2 separate regions of the Mus musculus genome follow, and region 2 is linked to region 1. Evidence: chromatin contacts called from public HiChIP or PLAC-seq data. All regions are on one chromosome and are shown on one strand. The core of a region is the stretch at or near the end of the contact, and the rest is flanking DNA. Distances in the headings are between cores, read along the strand shown. Region 1 overlaps Magi3 (membrane associated guanylate kinase, WW and PDZ domain containing 3). Region 2 has its middle 41 kb from the start of Gm5546.

Region 1 (5,577 bases), core at 2,259-4,758:
TTTTTATTTTATATTAATAAAATTAATTCATTAACATGGTTTTCAAACAGAAGGAACCAAACCTAAATAGCTAGGGTAATGACTCTTTAGTTTCTCTTCCTAAAGGCAATCCTTTTAAGTTTTCTCCTCTGTTTATATAGATCCACTCATAGGCATAACATGGATCTACTTACATACATAATGTTTGTTTTATAAAAATAGGTTCATGACACATGGTGGTGCTTTGCTTTTGTTTCTGTTTTTCTTCACCTGCATCAGGTCTTGAAAACTGTAATATTACTATACACATAGTTCCTCCTATTTCCTTAGCACGCCTATACCACTGTTTAGATAGACTATAATGCATCCCAGGATCTCCCTGTTCTTTTCATGGTGATATTCACAAGGGCAGTCAGAGAGGCAATGCAGGTGCGGGCAACTGAATTGGGGTAGTTTTTGATGATCAGCATTCTTTTTCTTCTTCTGAGGTTGCAACCCTATAGGAGGAACAACAATATGGACTAACCAGTAACCCCCAGAGCTGTGTCTCTAGCTGCATATGTAGCAGAAGATGACCTAGTCGGCCATCAATGGGAGGAGAGGCCCTTGGTATTGCGAAGATCATATGCCCCAGTACAGGGGAATGCCAGGACCAGGAAGCAGGAGTGAGTGGGTTGGGGAGCAGGGCAGGGGGAGGTTATAGGGGGCTTTGGGGATAGCATTTGAAATGTAAATGAAGATAATAGCTAATAAAAAAACTGAAAAAACAAAACAAACAAACAAAAGAGTGAGAATCCACTGTGGTGCTGTAGTTCAGAGTCTAGGGAGATCTATGGCCCAGCCTGAATCGCTTTTTTTTTTTTTTACCTTTAATTCTTTTTTTTAATTAGGTATTTATTTCATTTACATTTCCAATGCTATCCCAAAAGTCCCCCACACGCTCCCCCACCCACTCCTCCACCCACCCACTCCCACTTCTTGGCCCTGGCGTTCCCCTGTACTGAGGCATATAAAGTTTGCACGACCAATGGGCCTCTCTTTCCACTGATGGCCAACTAGGCCATCTTCTGATACATATGCAGCTAGAGACACGAGTTCCAGGGGGTACTGGTTAGTTCATATTGTTCATATTGTTGTTCCACCTATAGGGTTGCAGATCCCTTTAGCTCCTTGGGTTCTTTCTCTAGCTTCTCCAATGGGGGCCCTGTGATCCATTCAATAGCTGACTGTGAGCATCCACTTCTGTGTTTGTTAGGCCCCAGCATAGTCTCACAAGAGACAGCTATATCTGGGTCCTTTCAGCAAAATCTTGCTAGTGTATGCAATGGAGTCAGCGTTTGGAAGCTGATTATGGGATGGATCCCTGGATATGGCAGTCTCTAGATGGTCCATCTAGACCAGTGGAATTGAGAACATATCTGGCATCAATAAAAATGAAGATACAACATACCAAAGCTTACAGGATGTGATGAAAGCTAAGAGGGAAACCAGTCACCTGAGAATTCTAAACTTTGTACTTGAAGGAATAACAACAGGGAAAAGCTAAACCCAGAGTCAACAAAAGGAAGGGATAGTGATGATAAGAGCAGAGATAATGAAATACAAAATAGAAAAGCCATAGAAGAAATTAGTAATGTCAAGATTTTGAAAATATGAACAATTGACAGAACAAACCTTAGTGTCTGAAATAAGAAAGTGAAGACATGACAGCTGATATGAGAGTTAGGACAATTCTAGGAATAACTTTATACAGCAGGTATTTAGTAGATAGAGGAAAAATAGGTGATTAGAAACAAAACCCTACCAGGACTTCAATCATAAAACAAATTTTTTAAAACATGAGAAGACCTGTAACTTGGGGAAATTGAAATAGTACTCTTCAACATAAATTAAGCCCACTATAAATATTGACCCCCCCAGTCTTAAAATATTAGTGAACCTAATTCAGTTAAAATGATAATATGTAATGAATAGGTGGGATTTATGCCAGCAATAAAAATATAGTTTAACCTGTGAATCAATACATGTACATAAACATCTCAGTTAATACAGAGAAAATATTTCACAAAATTTAATATTCTATTATGATTTTAAAAACCATACTCATCAGATTAGGAATATAAGGAAAGGAAACTACCTCAGTATAATAAAGAATGTATCTGAAAAGCCCACATAACACCACAGTCAGCAGTAAGCTTTTTCATAGAAGAGGCAACATGTGAGGGAGTTTACTTGCTGCTATACTGTTAACTCAGTACTTAGAATTCTAGCCAGAATAATCAAGCAACAAAAAGAAGTACGATGACTTTTGGGAGTGGTTCTCTGCATCCACCTTGAGGTTTGGAGAACATACTTAAGTCATCAGGCTTGAGTGGGGAGTGCTTTTATCCACTGAGCCTTCTCACTTGGCCTAGATAACTTCCCCAATTGAAAAGTTTTGTGCACCAGGTTTTGATCATATTTACTCCTCTCTCTTACCTCTTAAGCAGATTTATCCTCACCTCCTTTCTCTGCTCACCCAATTTTGTATCTTTTTCCCCCCATCAAGGTCAATTTGTGCTGCACAAATATTCTTGGATGTATGGTATTTCCCTGGAGTACTGTCAGCTTACCAGGGGTTACATGCTAAGAAAATGGTTCTCAACCTGTGGGCCATGACCCAAAGAGGGGGGGGGGGTCCGCACATCAGATATCCTGCACATCATAGTTATGGTTGGTAGTCACCACAATATGATAAACTGTATTAAATGATTGTAGCTTTAGAAAGATTGAGTTAAACAAAGTAGAGATTAGCTTTGAACATAGAAAATTTCTTATTAAGTGATTGGGGCAAAGATAGAATTCTAATGTGCCGAGGAGAAAATGAGAGGAGGTAGAAACTGAGGTAACAGACCTCTTTTCTTTGTAAAAAGGAAAAATACATTATGTAACTTGCACACAAAAAATGTAGAGAGAATATCAAGAAACTAAAGACATTTTTTGAGATAATAAAAACAAAAGGGTAAGAGAAAAAAGGATTGATTTTTTTTTTTTAATCTTTATGGGAAAAAGCTAGAGTTTATAGTAATTTGTGATGAGAATTACCACTAAAGCCATTTTCTTAGCAATATATGTTTTGGAATCCTATAACATACATGTCTATTAGTAGGAAGGATTATCTTGTCCTGCACCACTTTGTAGAAAGATAGTGAATCCCAGATAAGTTAAAAGGCTTTTCTAAATCAGACCGTAGACTATAATAATTTCAGACTAAAGGGAAGTTCTTCCTGCCCCTTTGGTTGGTGCTGTTCTTATGGTATTATTTACAAAATGATTTGCCTATGAATTGAATTTTATATAGACATTATATTTTATAGGAGAGTTCATTTGCACATCCTGTTAGGCTTTGCTACGTAACAAATTGTCTTAAAATTCTGTGGCTTAAAATAGCCATCATGTGCTGTTTGCCATGGCTTTGTGAGTTGTCTGGGTTTAGCTGGATCACTTGTGTGACAGTCAGTGACAGCTTGACTGGGAGGAGAAGCAGGATGGCTCCACCCTTATGTCTGGGAGCCTGGTGCTGTTTGTTGGCTGGAGCTCTCACTACTCAAGGGTCGAGACGACATTCCTTGCATAGTAACAAGAACATTCTAGAAGGATGGGAGATGGAAATATAGACTTCAAAACTTGCACAGCATGCTTACCACTGAATTAATAAAAGAATTAAAATAATTAGGCTGAAGGGAGCAGGTCCACCTTTTAATGAAAAGAGGTGTATGTATTTGTAACCATGGAATTTCCCACTTAAATAGAAAATTTTAAGATGTAATTTTAACTATTCAACTTCCTAGCAACTTTCTACTTAATATAAAGCAAAAAGGCTGCTGATTGTAGGAATCTTAGTTCAGCATATGAGAAACAAAATTTTTGATAATCAAAATAATTATACTAAAAGAAGAAACTATATGTTGAAACATTTGTATCCTTTTTTTTTGTATGCTCTAAAACAAAAATGCTGTATTCAGTAAATCACTGCACAGAATGTTGATGTAGCTATAATTTTCTCAGCCTATTATTTTTATCATCATCATCATCATCTTTCTGGATCAGTTTTTCATGTGCATGCTTGCTCTCTTGCTTTCTCACTCTCTCTTTTCTCTCTCTCTCGCTCTTATACACTTATACACACACACACACACACACACACACACACACAATTAAAAGTTTTAAAATAAAATCTTTTAAAAAAAAAAACTGTATGCCAGGAAATTAAGTCCTTAGTAGTACTAAACTTACTGTAGAGTTTTTATAGATATGGATTTTATTACTATTTTATTCAAGTGTATTTCTCCTATAGTTATTATGATACTTTAATACATCAGATACAATGTATTAAATAACTTGTCTTCCTTGTAGTCTTCTTAGACTGAACTTTATAGCATTCTGAGTACTTGTATTTTAAAAAGTATTTTACAAGTATTTTTTTTTCTTCTCTCCTTAGGCACTACAAGGGCTCCCAGGGATGGGGAAGTCCCAGGGGTGGATTATAACTTCATTTCTGTTGAACAATTCAAGGCACTGGAAGAAAGCGGAGCATTGTTAGAAAGTGGAACGTATGATGGTATGTCCCCAAATATGAAAACTACCTCCAGATAACCAGAATCATTTCAGAGGGAATTTCATCAGTAAATTCAATTTTTAAAAAGTTATTTGGAAGGACTAGGGGGATGGATTAACATTTAAGAACACTGGCTGATCCTTCCTCCAAAAGACTTGCTTCTGATTTCTGATGTTTAGCAGCTGTTAAACTTCAATTACACGGGATCCAGTGCCCTCTTCAGACCTCTGTGGGCACTGCACACATATGGTACACAAATATACATGAGGCAAAATAACTGTATGCATAAAATAAAGTTGCCAGGCAGTGGTGGCTCATGCCTTTAATGCCAGCACTTGAGAGGCAGAGGCAGGCAGATTTCTGAGTCTGAAGCCAGCCTGGTCTACAGAGTGAGTTCCAGGACAGCTAGGGCTACACAGAGAAATCCTGTCTCGAAAAACAAACAAAAATAAAAAATAAAAAAGTAAAAATAAAATAGAATAAGTCTTAAGACATTATTTGAAAATGTGATTTTCTTTTGATTAGGGAATTCCTAATTTAACAATTAGATGGAATTAGACAATAACCAAAAGCATTACATTACATTAAAAAATTCATTGTGAACAATAAACTGAAAATTAACCAAACTGGCAAGTTTACATATTTCAAAACAACTCACCATCATCATCTAAACCCAACAAGTGCTTGTTGATGGCTTTCTGTCCATGGCTGGAAGTCTAAAGTCCATAAACATTGAAAAGCCTGTGTGTACCTTAAAATCTTGCAGAAAAGGAAGTATAGATTGAGGGATAGCATCAGTAATTGATTTTCATATCTGTTTCCTGTACCCATTTGTTTCCCTGAAGTACAAACTGAAGATCAGTTTCAATTCTTAAATGATTCCATGTTATGTACTTTAAAAAAAAAAAAAAAAAAGAACACACTTTTCTCTTGGCAAGCTTATCCACTCCCATAGCACCTTAAATTTTTTCATCGTGTCTTTTTCTGCTTTTATAAGGATG
Region 2 (5,577 bases), core at 2,053-4,552, 220 kb before region 1:
ATAATGGGGACAGAAAGGGCTGTTGTTTTTGATATGTTAAGAAGGGGAATAAACACTTGGATATGGTACATATCTGGATATGGTGAATGAGGACAAGGATAGAGGATCAGTTTCATTATAGTTACTATTATTTGCAGTTTGGGGGATGGAGCTCAGGGCATGCTGCACAGGTATTCCACCAGTGAGCCACACCCAAACCTTAGGACTAGTCTATGTTGAGAGACCTCCTCTTCACCAAGGTTGAGAACGAGTGTGAAAGCCATTGCCACTGCTGTAGTCATTCTCTTTGAGTGGAGGGAGGAATGAGAAGAGTCACAGAGGTGATAATCCAGAAGCACTAACAAGGAGATGTTGCAAAGCAAGCAAGTACTTCTCTTGGGCATGTCTTGGTGCCCAGCACATGGTAGGTACTTAACAAATATTTGTGGAGGAAGAAGCCGATCATTCTGGCTAAGCGTGTAAATAAGACATTAAATATGTACACTCATGTGAAAAGCCATTTCCCAGTTTTTGTAATGAATACAATATACACTGGGGCTTCTAGTGATATGAGACTGTACAAAAGGCACGCTGAGATCTGCAGGTGTGGTGGTGCTAGGACTGGCTGGCAGATGCTCTACCTTCCCCGGAAGTCATCATCCAAGGAGCAGGATGAATAGGGAGCTTAAAACTGAGCCCTGCGGTGTGACCTTGATGTACGGTTTCGTAAACTGTGCACACAGCTGCTGGGTTTCTCTCAAAGATGCTGAAGACAATGGATTTCAAGGTCCTGTAAGTGTTGACTCCACATGACTATTTTTAATGAGGTGTATAGCTTTTTTATTCATTTGGATTTCTTTTTACCTATATGATAAATCATAGCCTAGGTTGTGTAATCCTTTCCCAACGTCTTATAAACAACTTTCCCATTAATCCCATGGGTAAAGGGTACAGGCAGGAGAAGAAAGAGAAGGGAGAAAAAGAAACTCAATAGGAGACTTTAAAAAGTGATGATTCACCCAGCAGATTCCTGGTCTTTCAGCTTTCCTCAGCAGAAATGAGTGATGTCCTGGGACATGGAATTTTAAACATTAGTGGACATGTTTCAGTAGTCCAGTACAAAGCCATTAATTTCTTTGGCACTTTCAGTACTGCCTTGCTGTTAAGTGTTCCCAGTATGTTCAAGTTAATAGAAAATTTGCAAGCCAAGGATATTTTATGCCTGCATAACTCTAGTTAAAAGCAGTATTGGTCAATATTTAGAAAAGGTATGGACTATGTTTACACAGGTCCGATGCTTCAAAGATGATAATGTTCTTTTCCAACTATAATTGCTTTTTCTGTTCCTAGATTCCAATCTCTATGGTGATATCACACTCAAGGGTCCATTTCTACATGTAAATGGCATGTGATGAAATTGTATACATTTGCCTTTTATGCAGAAAAGAAAGAAAATAATGTGAGCACTCAATGCATTTCACTGCATTGACGATGACCAGGACAAACCATTTGTCTGGTAGAATATTATAACCTCACTCTCTTAAAATCAGAACTACAGGCTGAAGATAGATGCTCTCTTCTAGTAATGTCTCCCATTTTTACAGATGAGAAATCCATTAAGAGATGACCCCCACTGCTCTCCTGATAGCAAGTGACAGAAAGCAATTGACTTAAGCAACAATGGAATGTGTTGGTCTATGGAAACAAAACATCTGAGGGGTAAGCATGGTTTCAGATGAGGCTGATTTCATAGCTCAAATTCCACCTTACGTGGCCATCTTCCACCACTGTCTTGGCTTCCATCCCAGAATCTAAGTGCACAGAGCCCAACATGATGGCGCCAGCCCCAGCCTCCTACAGACCCACGTTTAACAGCATTCCATTGGTTCTAGTAGGGTCCTGTGACCCTCGTTAGTGAATGTCAGTGGCTCACAGTGGCTTAATGATGGTCACATGCCAACCACAGGACCCAGTTTCCATCCAAGCATCAGGGTGTGAAGAGAGGAGGGTTGTTGCCATAAGAAGAAAGAATAAATCTTAAAAACCAACAGTGGCCTTGCTACTTTAGGTGGTATTTAAGATTTTTAAATATTCTTATTCATGATGGGGAGTCTTCCTGTATCTCAGGAATTCCCCCATGGAGGGGGGGGGTTAGTTTGTGATTGTTTGAGGAAGCAGAATGAAGCCAAAGTGTTCCCCCATTTCTCTCTCTCTCTCTCTCTCTCTCTCTCTCTCTCTCTCTCGTCCATTATCCTCTTTGTCATCCCCAGCATTAGTTCAAATCTCTGCGGTGTCTCTCCTCTAGAACAAAATATTTAACAAATAGTTCTTCTAGATCTCTGTGAGGAGTGTTTAATGGAATGTGGGTTTCCCAATTGGATCCTGAACATTTCAGTTTATCTCTCTACATCCCTCGTATATTACACTGGCAATTTTGGTGACCTTAATTTGAGAACCTGACCTCCTTCCAAGGAGTTTGCATTGTTTGTTTATTTAGTGAAGTTGACTATTCATAGTTATTTGTTACCTGCCTGGTGGGCCAGAACCACAGAGAAATCGGAGTCTCTCTGCTTTGAGTGTGTCTATTCCTCTTGTTTCTCATTATTTTTTTAAGCTTCTCCAGAGTCTTTCAAAGTCCATTCCCCACCCACTTCCTTGTTATAGGTTAGCAGCCATTTCCCTTAACTGCATCTCTAGAATCTATTCAGCCACTTAGCGACATCCATTCACCAGGTGAAAATCGGCATTCTTCAATAACTACTGAGTATGCCTGTGTGACTGTGCATGCTAAGTATCAAGACGAGGGATTGGCACTGTGATATGCAGAGTGGTGTCAGGAAGTTATTCCCAGGAGTGGAGCACATTCCTGCTGCCAGCTAATCTCTCTCTTGCTATTCAGAGACTCTCACTTTGTTTAGCTGACGGTTCTGCTACACTTCTCAAAAATTTCACAGGCAGAGCTTCTATTCTGGATTATCCAAAATCAACTAAAAGGAAAAGGGGGAGGGCCACAGGCGTGGGTCTCTCTGGACTTTCCACAAACAGATCTCCATGTCTTATCATGCGACAAAAGCTTCTTCTAGAAGCATAAACAGGAGGGCAGAAATAACTGCTACTGTATCTATAAAATTTAAGTTTATCTGTTATCTGCTTTGACAAACCCCTCCAGCACTTGGTAGCTAAGAACAACAGCCGTTTTATCAGTTCATTATTCTGCAGGTCAGCAGCGAGGGCTAGATGCAGCTGGACATTCGGGGGCTGGTTTCATCAGAGCCATTCATGCGGCTGCAGGCAGCTGGCAACTCAGACGGGGCTGGAAGCCTACAATGCCTTTGCTCGTGTGGATGGGGGTTGGGGTGAGGGGGTTCTGGCTGGTGTCTAGGTTGTTCTCTCCAGCAGGCTGGCTTGTGTTTCTTCACCTACTGCCAGAAAGTTCTCAACAACAAGAACGAGTCAAGCTCAATTGGCAAGTCCGTGTCCAGCCCCTGCTTCTGTCAAATTTGATAATGATCCCATAGGCCAACTCAAGTGGCCAAGTCCAGAGCCAAGGTGGGAGGGAACAGCTCAAATATGTGAGGGTGGGAGACAGGATCTATTTGGGACTGTTACTGTTTTTTAAAAATCCATCATATATATTAAACACCAATATCCTTTCTTTTCTGAAAACAAGATCTACCAGGGAAGATTTAAGGGCAAACCTATTACCAGGAAGAAGACCTGTCAGAGAATTGTAGACACAGAGCAGAGACGTAACCTTTTTATAGACTTATTAGTGCCAAGAGAGCACTGTCTATGTGTTGAGGTATTACCCCAATTATAAAATCAAACCCACTGTAAAAATAGGAGTGTAGAGTTAGACAGGAGCAAGCCGCTCTGGTGTGCACAGTAGGGTGACTGTGCACAGTAGGGTGACTGCAGATAACAGCAATGCATAGTGTATTTCAAAGAGCTGGCAGAGAGAGTTTTGAATGTTTTCACCATAAATGTTAGGTGAGTAGACTGAAGTGTTTGCCCTCATTTAAACACTACACAACTCATATGTCTCAAAATGTTGTGTGGTACTCCATACATATATAAAGCTTACGTTTTTATGTGTCAGTTAAAATACTTGTGCATTAAAAAAAATAGAAGCCAATATGTACATAGACCTACCTAGATATTTAATATACAACTTCAATTAGGACTCTTCTGAAGGACTTAGGATACGAAGGGAGCAAGACGTATTGGCTTCAGTTAGTTCAATGGGTCATCCCAGCCCTAGAGTAGAGAGAATGCTAACAAGATGGTTCTCGTAAGTAACATTTCTAAATCACAGTTTTCAGCTCCTGGCTTAAGATTTGGACCACTCTGTGAGGTGGGTAGTAAATCTTATCTCCATCTTACAAACATGGACATTGAGGTTTAAAACACTTAGCTGGCTAGAGTTCACGTTGCTAATACAGAGGGCTGGGGTCTTGAACTCTGTCTACAGAGCCCCAGAGATTGTCTCCATCTTGAAATTTTTTTTCAACTGCTTTGGACAAAACAGTGATGCCCATGCTTTGCTGTTTCTGTCTAGCCAAGCACTCTCTGAGTGCACTAGAGTACTAATTCTCTCAGAAGGTTTTCTTCTGGAAGCCTCCTTAACATGGAGTCCTGAAAAGGCAGCTTCCATTGTTGTGACAGCGTGAGAGTTGATAATGAGGTTCATTACTTCCTCAGGGAGCTCTGGGACCCTTTCCCAGGAGTAACTCTGGCAAATCCTTTGCATGTACATTGCTGCTGCCGTTGTGTGAGAAAAGTCACACGTCTTTCTGTCTTTACCCAGCACTAAGGCGTTCCTTATGCTTCTCAGTGAAGCAGCTGCTGAACTCAGCCTATCTGAGTTTGATGATGTAAGCAATCCTTCATGCAGCACCTACCCATCAAACAGTAGATCTGAAGATCAGAGCTTTAGAAGGACTGACTACCTTCCCACAGGACGTATAACTGAATTAGACCCCAGTTAGTGGTAACTTGAATGTGATCGAGAATGAGAAATGCTATCCTGAAATGAGTCTGTTTTTCCTAAAAGCTAAAGGTAAATGGAGCACTTGTACTTTGGTGTGGTCCTGCCTTTCAGGACACTTGCCCTCTGACATACATAAACCCCTCTGAGACAGGGTCCAGTTCTGTAGCTCAGGCTGCTCTCCTGCCTCAGCCCTAAAGGCACTGGTATTATTTGCATGAGCTACCCTGCCCAGCTTTGCTCTCCACCCCAATGCCCTCAACCCTGGCTCATCTGGGTGGGGGTGAGGTGAGGAGTGGTCTTCCCTCCCACCTTATCTGGGCCTGGCAGCTGATGGACCTCAGTCTTCATTCTTTAATCTTCACTCCTCACACTCTGGACATCATCCAGATTTTAAATTTATTTTTTTGTGAAATGTAGCCCTACAGATTGTAGCTTTTTGGGTTTTTGTTTGTTTGTTTGTTTGTTTTCCTTTGTTTTCTTTTCTTTTACTTGCTCTCTTTCCCTCCCTTCAGGTGGCTTTAAACTCAATGTGTAGCCAAGAATGGCCTTGACCTTCTGACCTTCCTACCTCCGGAGTGCCGGTATCACTGTGTTCCTCCATGCCTGTT

The links. HiChIP or PLAC-seq counts read pairs in DNA pulled down with a chosen protein or histone mark.
Region 2: a contact with region 1 is called in an H3K27ac HiChIP or PLAC-seq map of heart atrium, with 6 read pairs. The contact joins two enhancer-like sites. A contact is called at or near these places in 1 of 39 promoter capture datasets (liver), 1 of 15 datasets of contacts at CTCF or cohesin (pro-B cells), 2 of 484 Hi-C or Micro-C datasets (the HL-1 cell line and pancreatic cancer cells) and 2 of 115 datasets of contacts at active chromatin or transcription factors (cardiomyocytes and heart atrium).

The regions. Positions count from the first base shown.
Region 1 is chr3:104,094,067-104,099,643 of GRCm38.p6, reverse strand. It overlaps Magi3 (membrane associated guanylate kinase, WW and PDZ domain containing 3), which reads left to right. Exons shown (of 21, transcript NM_001159354.1): 3 at 4,460-4,579. Among named protein-coding and RNA genes, the nearest start is that of Magi3, 120 kb to the left of the region's middle. Within about 2 kb of position 3,508, at least 7 of the 459 cell types and tissues checked have an H3K27ac peak or open chromatin away from gene starts, as enhancers often do. A contact at or near this core is called in heart atrium, where this site is marked.
Region 2 is chr3:104,316,871-104,322,447 of GRCm38.p6, reverse strand. No RefSeq gene overlaps it. Among named protein-coding and RNA genes, the nearest start is that of Gm5546, 41 kb to the left of the region's middle. Within about 2 kb of position 3,302, at least 61 of the 459 cell types and tissues checked have an H3K27ac peak or open chromatin away from gene starts, as enhancers often do. A contact at or near this core is called in heart atrium, where this site is marked.